Regions from separate parts of the Mus musculus genome. Here region 2 is linked to region 1. A link is a contact called in public Hi-C data. All regions are on one chromosome and are shown on one strand. The core of a region is the stretch at or near the end of the contact, and the rest is flanking DNA. Distances in the headings are between cores, read along the strand shown. Region 1 overlaps Tcf20 (transcription factor 20). Region 2 has its middle 7.6 kb from the start of Mir3080.

Region 1 (6,475 bases), core at 498-2,997:
GTTTGTAATAACATTCCAATATTTACTCCAGTTGAATTTGTAAGACTCATTTATCTAATGAAGTTTTTAAAGACTATATTGAATGTGTTTGTGTATTCCTAGTATTTTCTTTGTTGTATTACAGATTCCTTCATTCTTTAGACCATTTATCTGCTTACTTGCATTATTAGAAATTGATAGAAAAAGGAGATGGAATTTAAGCAATCAGCTTTATCTGGTCACTGAGTTATTTATCTAGGCTTGATCTTTGTGTCAAGCAGATGCATGTCTCATGCTTTTTCTTTTTTTCCCTTTCTAGGAGGGCTGCTGGCCTGCTGCTGTGCTGCTGAACAGTATGCAGTCGTTTCGGGAGCAAAGCAGTTACCACGGAAACCAGCAGAGCTACCCACAGGAGGTGCACAGCTCATCCCGCATAGAAGAGTTCAGCCCTCGCCAGGCCCAGATGTTCCAGAATTTTGGGGGAGCAGGTGGTGGTAGTAGTGGCACTGGCAGCAGCAGTAGCGGTCGACGAGGAACAGCTGCTGCAGCGGCAGCAATGGCTAGTGAGACCTCTGGCCATCAAGGCTATCAGGGTTTCAGGAAAGAAGCTGGAGATTTTTACTACATGGCAGGCAACAAAGACACAGTGGCAGCAGGAACCCCACAGCCTCCTCAGCGAAGGCCTTCTGGGCCTGTACAGAGCTATGGACCTCCCCAGGGGAGCAGCTTTGGCAATCAGTATGCGAGTGAGGGTCATGTGAGCCAATTTCAAGCACAGCACTCTGCCCTTGGTGGTGTGTCTCATTATCAGCAGGATTACACAGGGCCTTTCTCTCCTGGGAGTGCTCAGTATCAACAGCAGGCCTCTAGCCAACAACAGCAGCAGCAGCAGCAGCAGCAACAGCAGCAGCAGCAGCAACAGCAGCAGCAAGTACAGCAGTTGAGACAACAGCTTTACCAATCCCATCAGCCTCTGCCACAAACCACTGGACAGCCAGCCTCTGGCTCATCGCATCTACAACCAATGCAGCGGCCCTCAACTCTGCCATCTTCTGCTGGTTATCAGTTAAGAGTAGGTCAGTTTGGACAGCACTACCAGTCTTCTGCTTCCTCCTCTTCCTCCTCCTCCTTCCCTTCTCCACAGCGTTTCAGTCAGTCTGGACAAAGCTATGATGGCAGTTACAGTGTGAATGCTGGATCTCAGTATGAAGGGCATAATGTGGGTTCTAATGCACAGGCTTATGGAACACAATCAAATTATAGCTATCAACCTCAGTCTATGAAAAATTTTGAACAGGCAAAGATTCCACCAGGAAACCAGCAGGGGCAGCAGCAGCAACAGCAGCAACCACAACCTCAGCAACAGCAGCCGCAGCAACAGCAGCAACAGCAGCAGCAGCAGCAACATCCTCCCCAGCATGTGATGCAGTACACAAATGCTGCCACCAAGATGCCTCTGCAAAGCCAGGTTGGGCAGTACAACCAGCCTGAGGTTCCTGTAAGGTCTCCCATGCAGTTCCACCAGAATTTCAGCCCTATTTCTAACCCTTCTCCAGCTGCTTCTGTGGTTCAGTCTCCAAGCTGTAGCTCTACACCTTCTCCTCTCATGCAGAGTGGTGAGAATCTCCAGTGTGGGCAAGGCAATGTGCCCATGAGTTCCAGAAACCGAATTTTACAGCTAATGCCCCAGCTCAGTCCAACTCCATCAATGATGCCCAGTCCTAACTCTCATGCTGCAGGATTCAAAGGATTTGGATTAGAAGGGGTGCCGGAAAAGCGGCTGACTGATCCTGGGTTGAGTAGTTTGAGTGCTTTGAGTAGTCAAGTGGCCAATCTTCCTAATACTGTCCAGCACATGTTACTTTCTGATGCTTTGACACCTCAGAAGAAGACGTCTAAGAGGCCCTCATCATCATCTAAGAAAGCAGATAGCTGTACAAACTCAGAAGGCTCCTCACAGCCTGAAGAACAACTAAAGTCCCCTATGGCTGAGTCATTGGATGGAGGTTGCTCTAGTAGTTCAGAAGATCAAGGTGAGAGGGTGAGGCAACTGAGTGGCCAGAGCACTAGCTCTGACACCACCTATAAGTGTGGCGCTTCAGAGAAAGCTGGCTCCTCACCAACACAAGGTGCTCAGAATGAGGCCCCTAGGCTCAGTACCAGTCCTGCAACTAGGGACGAAGCTGCCTCTCCAGGTGCTAAGGACACATCACTGTCATCTGAGGGGAACACAAAAGTCAATGAGAAGACAGTTGGGGTGATTGTCTCCCGAGAAGCCATGACAGGTCGGGTAGAAAAATCTGGTGGACAAGATAAAGGCTCCCAGGAGGATGATCCTGCTGCCAGTCAGAGACCACCTAGCAATAGTGGCGTAAAGGAAATCAGCCACACATCACTTCCACAGCCAGATCCTCCAGGAGGAGGGAGCAAAGGAAACAAGAATGGTGATAATAATAGCTCTAACCACAATGGAGAGGGGAATGGCCCGAGTAGCCACTCCGCAGTAGGCCCAAGTTTCACAGGCAGGACTGAGCCTAGCAAGTCTCCTGGAAGTTTGCGCTATAGTTACAAAGAGAGTTTTGGGTCAGCTGTACCACGAAATGTCAGTGGTTATCCTCAGTATCCTTCAGGACAAGAAAAGGGGGATTTTGGCAGCCATGGAGAGCGAAAGGGTAGAAATGAGAAGTTCCCAAGTCTTCTACAGGAAGTGCTTCAGGGCTACCACCACCATCCTGACAGAAGGTATCCTAGAAGCGCACAGGAACATCAAGGGATGGCTAGTGGCCTGGAAGGAACTGCAAGGCCTAACATCTTAGTCAGTCAAACCAATGAATTAGCTAGCAGGGGCCTTCTGAACAAGAGTATTGGATCCCTGTTGGAAAATCCCCACTGGGGACCATGGGAAAGGAAGTCAAGCAGCACAGCTCCTGAAATGAAACAGATCAATTTGTCTGACTATCCCATTCCCAGGAAGTTTGAGATAGAACCTCCATCATCAGCCCATGAGCCTGGAGGCTCCCTTTCTGAAAGGAGGTCAGTAATCTGTGATATATCCCCACTAAGACAGATTGTCAGGGACCCAGGGGCTCACTCATTGGGACACATGGGTACTGATGCCAGAATTGGGAGGAATGAACGTCTCAACCCAAGTTTAAGTCAGTCAGTCATTCTTCCTGGTGGGTTGGTGTCCATGGAAACAAAATTGAAATCCCAGAGTGGACAGATAAAAGAGGAAGACTTTGAACAATCCAAATCTCAAGCTAGTTTCAACAAGAAATCTGGAGACCACTGCCATCCTACCAGCATCAAACATGAGACTTACCGTGGCAATGCAAGTCCTGGAGCAGCAGCCCATGATTCCATTTCAGACTATGGCCCACAAGATAGCAGGTCCACACCAATGCGGCGGGTCCCTGGTAGAGTTGGTAGCCGGGAGACTATGAGGGGTCGGTCCTCTTCTCAGTACCATGACTTTGCAGAAAAATTGAAGATGTCTCCAGGCAGGAGCAGAGGCCCAGGGGGAGACCCTCATCACATGAACCCACATATGACCTTTTCAGAGAGGGCCAATAGGAGTTCTTTACATGCTCCTTTTTCTCCCAACTCAGAAAGCCTGGCCTCTGCTTACCACACAAACACCAGGGCTCATGCTTATGGGGACCCTAATACCGGTTTGAATTCCCAGCTCCATTATAAGAGACAGATGTACCAACAGCAACAAGAGGAGTATAAAGACTGGGCCAGCAGTTCTGCTCAGGGAGTGATCGCTGCTGCGCAGCATAGGCAGGAAGGCCCACGCAAGAGCCCAAGGCAGCAGCAGTTTCTTGACAGAGTACGGAGCCCCCTGAAAAATGACAAAGACGGAATGATGTATGGCCCACCAGTAGGTACGTATCATGACCCAAGCACTCAGGAAGCTGGGCGCTGTCTCATGTCTAGTGATGGTCTGCCTGCCAAAAGCATGGAATTGAAGCACAGCTCTCAGAAGTTACAAGAGTCTTGTTGGGATCTTTCTCGGCAGACTTCTCCAGCCAAAAGCAGTGGTCCTCCAGGAATGTCTAATCAAAAACGGTATGGGCCACCCCATGAGCCAGATGGACATGGACTAGCCGAGTCTGCACAGTCATCCAAACCTAGTAACGTCATGTTACGGCTTCCTGGTCAAGAGGATCATTCTTCTCAAAATCCTTTAATCATGCGAAGGCGGGTTCGTTCTTTTATCTCCCCTATTCCCAGTAAGAGACAGTCACAAGATGTAAAAAACAGTAACGCTGATGATAAAGGGCGCCTCCTCCACCCATCAAAAGAAGGTGCCGATAAAGCATACAATTCCTACAGCCATCTTTCTCACAGTCAGGATATCAAGTCTATTCCTAAGAGAGATTCCTCCAAGGACCTTCCAAACCCAGACAATAGAAACTGTCCTGCTGTTACCCTGACAAGTCCTGCTAAGACCAAAATACTGCCCCCACGGAAGGGACGGGGATTAAAATTGGAAGCTATAGTTCAGAAGATCACATCTCCAAATATTAGGAGGAGTGCATCTGCAAACAGTGCTGAGGCTGGGGGAGACACAGTCACACTGGATGATATACTATCTCTAAAGAGTGGTCCTCCTGAAGGTGGCACTGTGGCTACTCAAGAGGCTGAGATGGAAAAGCGAAAGTGTGAGGTGGTATCTGACCTAGTCAGTGTAACTAACCAGGAATCGAATGTTGAGAAGCCTCTTCCAGGGCCTTCTGAAGAGTGGCGTGGCAGTGGGGATGACAAAGTCAAGACAGAGGCACATGTAGAAACAGCTTCTACTGGAAAGGAACCCTCTGGTACTATGACATCCACAGCTTCACAGAAGCCTGGTGGTAACCAAGGGAGACCAGATGGTTCCCTGGGTGGGGCAGCACCACTAATCTTTCCTGACTCAAAGAATGTAGCTCCAGTGGGCATATTGGCCCCTGAGGCAAATCCCAAGGCTGAAGAGAAAGAGAACGATACAGTCATGATTTCACCCAAACAAGAAAGTTTCCCCCCTAAAGGGTATTTCCCATCAGGAAAGAAAAAGGGGAGACCAATCGGTAGTGTCAATAAGCAAAAGAAACAGCAGCAGCAACCACCTCCACCTCCTCAGCCCCCTCAGATGCCAGAAGGTTCTGCAGATGGGGAGCCAAAGCCAAAAAAGCAGAGGCAAAGGAGGGAGAGAAGGAAGCCTGGGGCCCAGCCAAGGAAGCGGAAAACCAAACAAGCAGTTCCCATTGTAGAACCTCAAGAACCAGAGATCAAGCTAAAGTACGCTACCCAGCCACTAGATAAAACTGATGCCAAGAACAAGTCTTTTTTCCCTTACATCCATGTAGTAAATAAGTGTGAACTTGGAGCTGTTTGTACAATCATCAATGCTGAAGAAGAAGAACAGACCAAATTGGTGAGGAGCCGGAAGGGTCAGAGATCTCTGACCCCTCCCCCCAGCAGCACAGAAAGCAAGGTGCTCCCAGCTTCATCCTTTATGCTGCAGGGGCCTGTGGTAACAGAGTCTTCTGTTATGGGGCACCTGGTTTGCTGTCTCTGTGGCAAGTGGGCCAGTTACCGTAACATGGGTGACCTCTTTGGACCCTTTTATCCCCAAGATTATGCAGCCACTCTTCCGAAGAATCCACCTCCTAAGAGGTCCTCAGAAATGCAGAGCAAAGTCAAGGTTCGGCACAAAAGCGCTTCTAATGGTTCTAAAACTGACACTGAGGAGGAGGAGGAGCAGCAGCAGCAGAAGGAGCAGAGGAGCCTGGCTGCTCATCCTAGGTTCAAGCGGCGCCACCGCTCAGAAGACTGTGGTGGAGGTCCTCGGTCCCTGTCCAGGGGGCTCCCTTGTAAAAAAGCAGCCACGGAGGGCAGCAGTGAAAAGACTGTTTCAGACACAAAGCCCTCTGTACCTACCACTTCAGAAGGTGGGCCTGAGCTGGAGTTACAAATCCCTGAACTACCTCTTGACAGCAACGAATTTTGGGTCCATGAGGGTTGTATTCTCTGGGCCAATGGAATCTACCTGGTCTGTGGCAGGCTCTATGGCCTGCAGGAAGCGCTGGAAATCGCCAGAGAGATGGTGAGTAAGAGAAACCCCTTACCAGCTTGGTTTCTGGTCACTTTACTTTGGCCCTGTTTTTTTACACCTTGGCCTTTGTTCTTTCACATCACAAGTTCTTTCTTGACCCAAATGATAAACAGAAAAGGAAGTGGTTTTAGAAGGTGTAGCTTATATTTTCATCAGTAAAGTCATGTTTTTGTCTATGAAAATTTAGGAAACAAGGCTCCCTTTCTCAACCTTGATTCTTGAGTGTTAGGGGGTCGTTCACTTTCATCAGTGCAGGTTTCATAAGTATGTCAGCTAGTTTTCTGAGTAATATTTACTGCCATTTAATTTAAGTTTTATAAATTATTTTCCAATGTGTGGAAGTTATACTGGTTACATTTTCTTTTTTTCATTGCTTTAGGTTTTGTTTAGTTTGAT
Region 2 (7,519 bases), core at 1,705-4,204, 97 kb before region 1:
CAGGAAAGGCGGGACAGGTACGGCGTCCTGGATCTGGGCTCACCTTGCAGTTCTGTAAGGTTCCTCTGTTGAGATGATCAGGAAGGAGGGTAACCACTCAAGCTGCTGCCAAGGGGCTCATGCAGCCCTTGGCGTGGGTCAGAACCTGGGGCTGGGAGCTAATCCCCGTGAGGCTGCCCGGAGGACTGAGCAAGCTGGCGTTCCAGTGCAGGCCTTAGTTTGTAGCCAGTGCCACTGTTGTGGTTCTTGGCATTGCCGTGTAAGTGGCCTATAGAACCATCACCGACACTGCTGTGGCATTCCGGGGCCGGGGTGTTTTAGTGACTGAGTGGCCCCAGGTGGTAGGAAGAACCTCACGGAGCGCCTCAGTGTCCCACTAGGGAGCTTGAGCCATGCTGCCCACAGGGGAATCCCGGCCACCTAATTACTTCTGGCTCCTCCACAGAGGAGTCCTAGAACACTAAGCCTTTTGAAGCCTCTGTTTCTCCCTCTGTCACACTGGTGGCTGAGCTCCACAGGTAGGCACCATCTGACCTCCCAGGGTCTCCAAGGTCTCTGGGCGAGTAAGATGTTCCAGATGTGATGGAGAGCCGAGTCTCTCCGTGGGAGCTGGCTCATGGCCTCTTTTTTCCCACCAGGGTATCTGTAGCACCTGCCCAGGCAGGGTTCACACCTAGCTGCACTCCTGAGTCCTCTTCTTATGGAGAAGCCACCATTTCAGGTGGGTATTCCTCCTGCAGGGGGCTCTCGGGCTGAGCCTGGGACACAGTAGGTGAGCAGGATGGACATTCCTCAGGGCGACATTTGGGGGCTTGGATCCGGGTTGGCATCTGCTGGTGTGGTGTCAGATACTGAGTTTCTAACCCCAGCAGCTACCTTATGTAGAACTAGGTGTGACTCTGGACTGCTGTGTGTCCCCTGGACCATGCCGTGGGGCAGCAGGGCTGCTGTGGTGCCTGTGGCCTCTAAGGCAGAAAGAGATTACTGCCCCTAACAGATTGAGAAACTGGGAGACCAAGAAAGCCAGAGTATGGGAAAAATACACGCTTTATTTTCTTTGTCTTCTTTTGGGAGGATGGGGTGGGGCTGATGTATCTATAGCTGGCCTAGAACTATGAAGATGACCTTGAAACCCTGATCCTCCTGCTTCTAGCTCCCGAGGGCTAGGATTACTGCTGTAAGCCACTGCTCAGTCTGTACAGTGCTGCTGCTGGAAGTCATTGCTCTGTGTGTGTGTGTGTGTGTGTGTGCGTGTGTGTACTAAGTGAGCACTTTACCGCTCAGCTGTGCCCCTAGACTTGTGTGTGATACTTCTGTGTAACCTGTGTTTGCTGTAGGGTAGAGCAGCCAGGCTTGTGGGGGTACAGCATTTTCTTTAGCCCTGTGCACGGCCAGGTAGTCCTTGTCACTGTCTTCAATTCTGCAGATGCAAACACAGAGAGAGAAGGGTGGAGGGATGGAGGCAGGCTTTTGTTCCGAGTGGTTTTTGGAGAAGGGAGTACACATCTGAAGCCCAGGGCTGGAGCCCAGGATGCACCTCCTGCAGCCTCACCTCCACCAGTCACCACCCACCTGCTGCTCACAGCACCCTGATGTCTGCCAGGAGAGGCTGATTTTGCCCATCTGTGCCACATCTGCATGGATTCCCAGGATGTCCCCTCCCCAGGCGGCACATTGGCTGTCCTAGCTGTCCGAGCTAATGCTGGGTCAGGAAGCAGTAGGGCTGGGGTTTGAGCCCTGCCACCTTCTCTCTCCACAGGACTCAGAGCCACCAGCCCTGCTTCCGACTCTCTAGAGGCTCCTGCCACCCTCATGACGAAGACCCAAGTCTCTTTCTCTTCCAGCTAAAACTTCAGCTTCCGCCCCATAACCGCCCTCCGGCCACTTAGCTGGACCTCTGTCCTCCAAAGCCCCAAGCTACTTCTGATCGTTGGGCCTTTGCACATCCTGTGTGCCCTTCCCCGGTCCTGTCTGCCTTCAGCTTTCCTTTGAGGGTCCTTCGGAGCACCTGCTGGACCTTTGCAGACCAGGCATTGGCCCTCCTGGTGGCTGTTATCCAGCTAGTCCGTTGCCTGTGTCATTTGTAATTAATTATCAGTTGCTTGGCTGTTCCCACTAGACAGACTCCAGGAGGCAGGGTGAGTGTCTGCCGAGTGAGTTCACGGCTGAGTCCCTAGCACCAGGCATCCATTCATGCTCTCAGCCTTGCAGGCATCTGTTCATTCAGGGAGTTCTGAGTGCCCAACCCAGAGGCCCCATTGTCTCCTGCAAATGGGTGGATGAATGAGTGAATGTGTGAATGAATGACAGTCCTCTGCCTCAACAGCCCACATTTCCTGCTATCTACCATTGCCTCTGACCCCCCTTTGCTGGGCCTTGGTTTCCCCAGCTGTCACTAGACACTAGATCTGTCACTCTGGCCTGGTTCTGATTGTGGGGTAGGAACATCTGCCTGGGGGCCACCCAGCTGAGCAAGGTGGGGGCCGGGGGAAAGGGACTTGCTCTCAACCGTGTCAGCTTGGGCACTGGTCCCACTGTGTTCCCACATCTTTGTCACCAGAGTCCCCAAGTTGCTATTGGGGTGCAGGGCTGAAGGGACTTGCTTGGGCCACTCAGCTTACCCCAACCCTTGAAAAGCAGAGGGGCAGGTGGTGGGGGGTGGGGAGGGGTGGGAACACTACGATCCACGAGCTTGGGTTTGAGCCTGGCTTCATGCCTCCCTCAGTATGGCCTTGCCACCTAAGCTCAGTTTCTGGCTGTAACAAAAGAAGAAGTGGGCTAGGACCAGCTGTCCTGACAGCTCTGAGGCTCCCTGGGACCCTGGGAGCGTGCAGCAGGACTCCCAGGCTGTCTGTCTCCAGGGCCCAGCCCTCCTGCCACCTCGTGAGCCGTGCTACTCAAAGTGGCTCCGCGGCTTAGCGGCTTGTCAGCCAGGCGGGTGGGTGTCCTGGGGCCGGGTTTGATTAGTTCAGGTTGACAGTCGCGCTCCGCAGCGCTGCCGGGAGGGGAGCCCGTGATTACCCTAATGAAGCTTGAACGCAGTTTGTCATCCAAACAGCTGGTTCGGAGCTGTGCTGCTGCCAGCTGCCCGGCTCAGCAGTGCAGTCGGGCGCCTGGTGCTTCTCCAGCCTTTAGCCACCCGCAGACAGGGTGATCCACAGGACCAGGCAGCCCCCAGGTATGCTGTGGGGCTCCCCCAGGGAAGAGGGATCCCCGCCAAGTGTGGGGAACCTGGCAGAGCCTGGAACTGATGGAGCAGAGCCGCTTCTTGGGCAGTAGTAGGGCAGCCCTAGCTCTAGAACTCAATTTTCTGATCTGCAAAGTGGGTGCAGGGGACTTTGCAGCTCTGAGTTTCTGATTTTAGACTGAGGGGTCACCTCCTCTTGGAATACTCCCCACGCTGTGAATTAGGGGTTTCCATGGACACCTGCAACCCTTGAGACAGGTTCTTTACCCCTCATGGCCTTTGTTATTTCTGGAAGTGGAGACATAAGAGACCTTGAGTTCATCTGGCATCCAGGGAGGGCTTCCTGGGGGAGTGACATCTGAGCCCAGAACAGCTATAAGGTGCAGGCTGGGGAGGCCATGAAGAATGTTCCAAGCAGGAAAAAACAAAAACAAACAAACAAACCAACCATGTACAAAGGTCCTGGGGTAGAGGGAAGAGCATCTGGAAACAGGGAAGGTAGCGGGTATTTCCTGATGAAGGGATGGGGTTCATAACCAGTGCTGGGAAAGAACACCCCAACACTCCCACTTTTAACCTTTCTGTCAGCTCTGGGGTTGGGGGAGAAGTACCATTTTTACATGCTGTACATGGGGAACCTTGGGTCTATAGCATGGGAAAGTGATGCCCCTAGAGTCTAACATGCTGGTAGCTTCAGACTCCTGGAGCCAGGGACTGCCTGCTTTGTAGGGCACTCATGAGGAGGGGCAGAGCTGGGCCCTGGACCCCATCTGGGGCTTGAGCCTCCAGTGAGGAAGAAGGACAGGCCAGAGGCCAGCAGACAGGGTCTTCTGGATGGTTTGTGAGTCTTCTGTTATTCCAGGCTTTAACCTGTGTTTGAACCCGGTGACCCAAGTCTGTGTCCCCACCACCACATGGTTAAGCTTCCAACCACTATGGTTTGGCTTGGGGACAGGGTGAGCAGAAGGATAAAGAGGACTGGGGCGTTGGGAATGAACATGGCCTCAGGTTTTGCCATGGCTGTAGCCCTGAACTGCCTCCTGACTGCTGGGCACCATCCATCCCACCATGTCAGCCAGTGCCTTCATTCCTGTGGTGGCCTCCAGTGTTGCTTTCTATAATGTGCCTACTGTGGCCAGCCTGCTCCCACCAGCCCTTTGCCTCCTCTTTTGCTCTCTCCTTCCATCTGTGGCTCCCTGTTATCCCTGGAAGAGCCCACATTCAGGCCGGCCTGTCTCAGCTCCCTCCTCTTGCCCTTACTTGGCTTCTGAGGAAACCGGGATCTTTTTGCCCTGGAGAGGGGAGTCTGGGGGCCCAAGCCGTGCGACCCACTGCCTTATAACTTGTTTTTCCTACAGGTGTCTTCAGGCTGGGACAGGTTCATTTCCGATGGGGCAGATGGGAGCATCTGTTAGCAGCCCGAGTGCTGGGATGAAGGTTTATGGCCTCCATTAGGAAGAGAGGAATTCCCAGCACTAGCCAGCTGCCTCCCCCTCCCTCCTTATCCAAGTTGTGACTGTTCCCCAGGGAGGTGGTGGCTCTGGCAAGGAGGAGGCTTATCACATCTATCACCTCCTGGCCTCTCAGAATTCCTCTTAGCTCTGTCTCACAGGTATGGGGGTGGGATATAACTGCCAAGCAGAGGCGCCGAGTGGCCAAGTGACTGAGGTGCCGAGTGACCGAGTGACCAAGTGGCCGAGTGAGGTGCTAGAAGGCAGGTCTGGATGCAGCGAGCATCGGATGGCCAGGCCTGAGGCGGAGTACTGCCTGTGGCTCAGACTCTCCAGGGAGCAGGGGGAGGTTCAGGGCTGGATTGGTTTCAGTGAGGGAGCACCAGGACATAGGGTTTGCCTCTGGCTGAGGCTGACTAACCTCCTCTGAGGCCTGACTTCCCTGAAGGAGTGAAAAGTCACTGTGTAGAAGGTCTGGCAGCTCCTGCTGTGGCTGAGCCTCTGAATAAGATTTTGTGTGTGTTATATAAACCTTAGACCCTACCTACAACCCCAGGAGGTACCATGGTCCTGGTCTCTCTTCCTATTTTACAGATGAGAACCTGAGACACAGAGACTTAACCCAAGGATGCACAGCCAGAGGGTGAATGGGCTGGGGTTTGAGCCAGATAATGTGGAGACAGAGACAGGCACTTTGGACCAAGACAGAGGAGGAGTAGGGGAACTAGATGGATAACCAGACCAGGCTTAAAGGAGTGGGTGGAGCTATGTTTGCACATGACCCTTTCCCCATAGGCTTGGTGCTTCTGGGGCCTACTAGCTGCCCCTCCGTGGGCCTGGATCCCAGCCAGGTAGCTGTATTGTGTCAGCAGGTACATGGAGAATGAAAAGACCCATCCTTATCCTGCTATGGGAAAGGCCCCCAAACTGTTCTTCAGGGTGTCTGAGTGGGTCACTTGTTAGAAGTATGTCCTAGAACTGGGTGTGACAGTATGCACCATTAATCCCAGAACTCAGGAGGTAGAGTCAGGCAAATGTCTGTGAGTTCAAGGCCAGCCTGGTTTACACAGAGAGTTCAGGGCAGCCAAGGCTACATAGTGAGGCCATTTCCAAAAGAAGGTAGGGGAGGAGGGAGGGAAGGAAGGAAGAAAAGAAGGAAGGAAGAGAGGGAGGGAATTGTGTCCAGGAGAGCTGGGCCCTATAGGGCTATGCACAGCCTGACTGGGGTGACCATATAGGCCATGCAGCCAGGGTAGCATGGCTCTGCATAGGAGCAGCCTAGAGGCCACCCTTGGCTGCACTTCTGAGGGAAAGTAGGTGGAAAAGATGTGTTAGTTCAAGTGAGAGAGTACAGGGTCTGGTTCACTGACCTTGATAGCTCATCAGATACTCACAGGCTGAAAGTGACATTGTGGCAAAGATAAGGACTTCAAAGAGGAGAGAGGTTGGGGAGGCTCTCTGAAGGAGGGGTCCGTCATGGCAGTAACAGATTGAGCTAGCAATTAAATGTGCAAACAGGCAAAGGTGGCCAAGCTGAGGGAGAGTGTGTAAGGCCTGGGCAGGGAGCACATCTATTTGAAGTGGAAGGAGGTGATATGTGGTGGTAGCATGATTATTCGAGGGTATTACTGTGTCCCTTGATGAGGGGAGACTTCCCGGGGTGATCTAGTCAGGTGTCAGGTACTGATGTCTGGAATTGGTGATCTAGAGTTCTCTGGACCCTGCCAGGGCTCACACCCACGCCCACCTCTTCCTCTGCCTGCTGTCTTGAGTGGGAATGGTACTATCTCTGTGCTTCTGTTTCCCCATAAGTGAAATGGGCTTAGCTGCCCCTGCTGTCGGAACGGGAGCATGCATGCCCATGTGCAATGTCCTTGTGCAGTGCCCATCCCGATGGTCCCACTTCAGATGTATGAGTCTCCCGTTCCCCAGGGTCTGCTTACCGTCACGGCAAGCTGTAGGTTGATGGGGCTACTGTGCTCAGGAATGGGAGTTCATGGCTAAGGTCAGAGTGCCTTCCTCAGGCGGGATGTTATGGGAGTGCATAGCAAATGCTCTGTGCCTTCTGCCCAAGCCCTCTCTCCAAATGGAGCAGTCAGGAAGAGCCACATTCAGCAATATTCTCAGAGACTGAGCCACACCACAGCCATGCCAAGCTGGAGCCAGATCTGCGGAAAGCCAGGCTCAGCCCCCAGCATTCCATCTCAGACTCAGGGAGAGGGAGGGCTGCCTTTCTTCCCCAGGGGTGTGACAGAGTACTCACTACAGGCTGAATGGCTGTGTGAGGCTGGGAAGGTATATCCCACCCTCAGAACAGCACCCATCAGGAGAGAAGGGCAGGGAGTTTGCTGCTCTCTGCAAAGTCTGTCTGAGGTGCAGTTGCCAGAAGAGCACAACAGAGGTAGAGGTGCCATGCCATCTCCAGTCTGCAGGGAGCTGGGCTCGTGGTGGCGTTGTCACCAGTTAGCTTCAGAAGAGGGTGTTTAGAAGGACACCATGAGGTGAGGAGTGGGGTCAGGAGAGCCCCACAGCCACTAGAGCTGTTCAGATCAAGACAGAGTGCAACATCTCACCCTGTCATGACTGGTCACTATCACAGCTGTCCCTAGGGACAGAACCTGCCTGTGAAGGGGCTCTCTTTTTACCGAGAGAAGCCCTTGCAAGTCTTGGAAGCTTGGGTTCTGGGTGGGGCATGGCTGCTCTGGTATCCACAGCCAGAATTAGATGTGTAAAGGAACAGGCTTTACCACCTTGCCTCAAGTCCCTACCAACCCTGCATTGCACGTGCACTTGGCTTCACACACTGCTTGTCACCCTCAGCCTCATCTCCTCCTACACTTTTAGACCCTGGGCTGTACTCAAACTGGTGGAGAACTGGAAC

What was found. Hi-C and Micro-C count contacts between places; a contact is called where the count stands out from the background.
Region 2: a Hi-C map of rod photoreceptor shows a contact between it and region 1, with 1.7 times the contacts expected there. The contact joins two enhancer-like sites. A contact is called at or near these places in 3 of 484 Hi-C or Micro-C datasets (CD4 T cells, the HL-1 cell line and rod photoreceptor), 1 of 115 datasets of contacts at active chromatin or transcription factors (embryonic stem cells) and 2 of 9 other capture datasets (adipose tissue and liver).

Annotation. Positions count from the first base shown.
Region 1 is chr15:82,851,108-82,857,582 of GRCm38.p6, reverse strand. It overlaps Tcf20 (transcription factor 20), which reads left to right. Exons shown (of 5, transcript NM_013836.3): 2 at 299-6,070. The coding sequence starts at 335. Among named protein-coding and RNA genes, the nearest start is that of Tbrg3, 44 kb to the left of the region's middle. Within about 2 kb of position 1,747, at least 29 of the 459 cell types and tissues checked have an H3K27ac peak or open chromatin away from gene starts, as enhancers often do. A contact at or near this core is called in rod photoreceptor, where this site is marked.
Region 2 is chr15:82,947,941-82,955,459 of GRCm38.p6, reverse strand. It overlaps a transcript of Tcf20 not described here. Among named protein-coding and RNA genes, the nearest start is that of Mir3080, 7.6 kb to the left of the region's middle. Within about 2 kb of position 2,954, at least 44 of the 459 cell types and tissues checked have an H3K27ac peak or open chromatin away from gene starts, as enhancers often do. A contact at or near this core is called in rod photoreceptor, where this site is marked.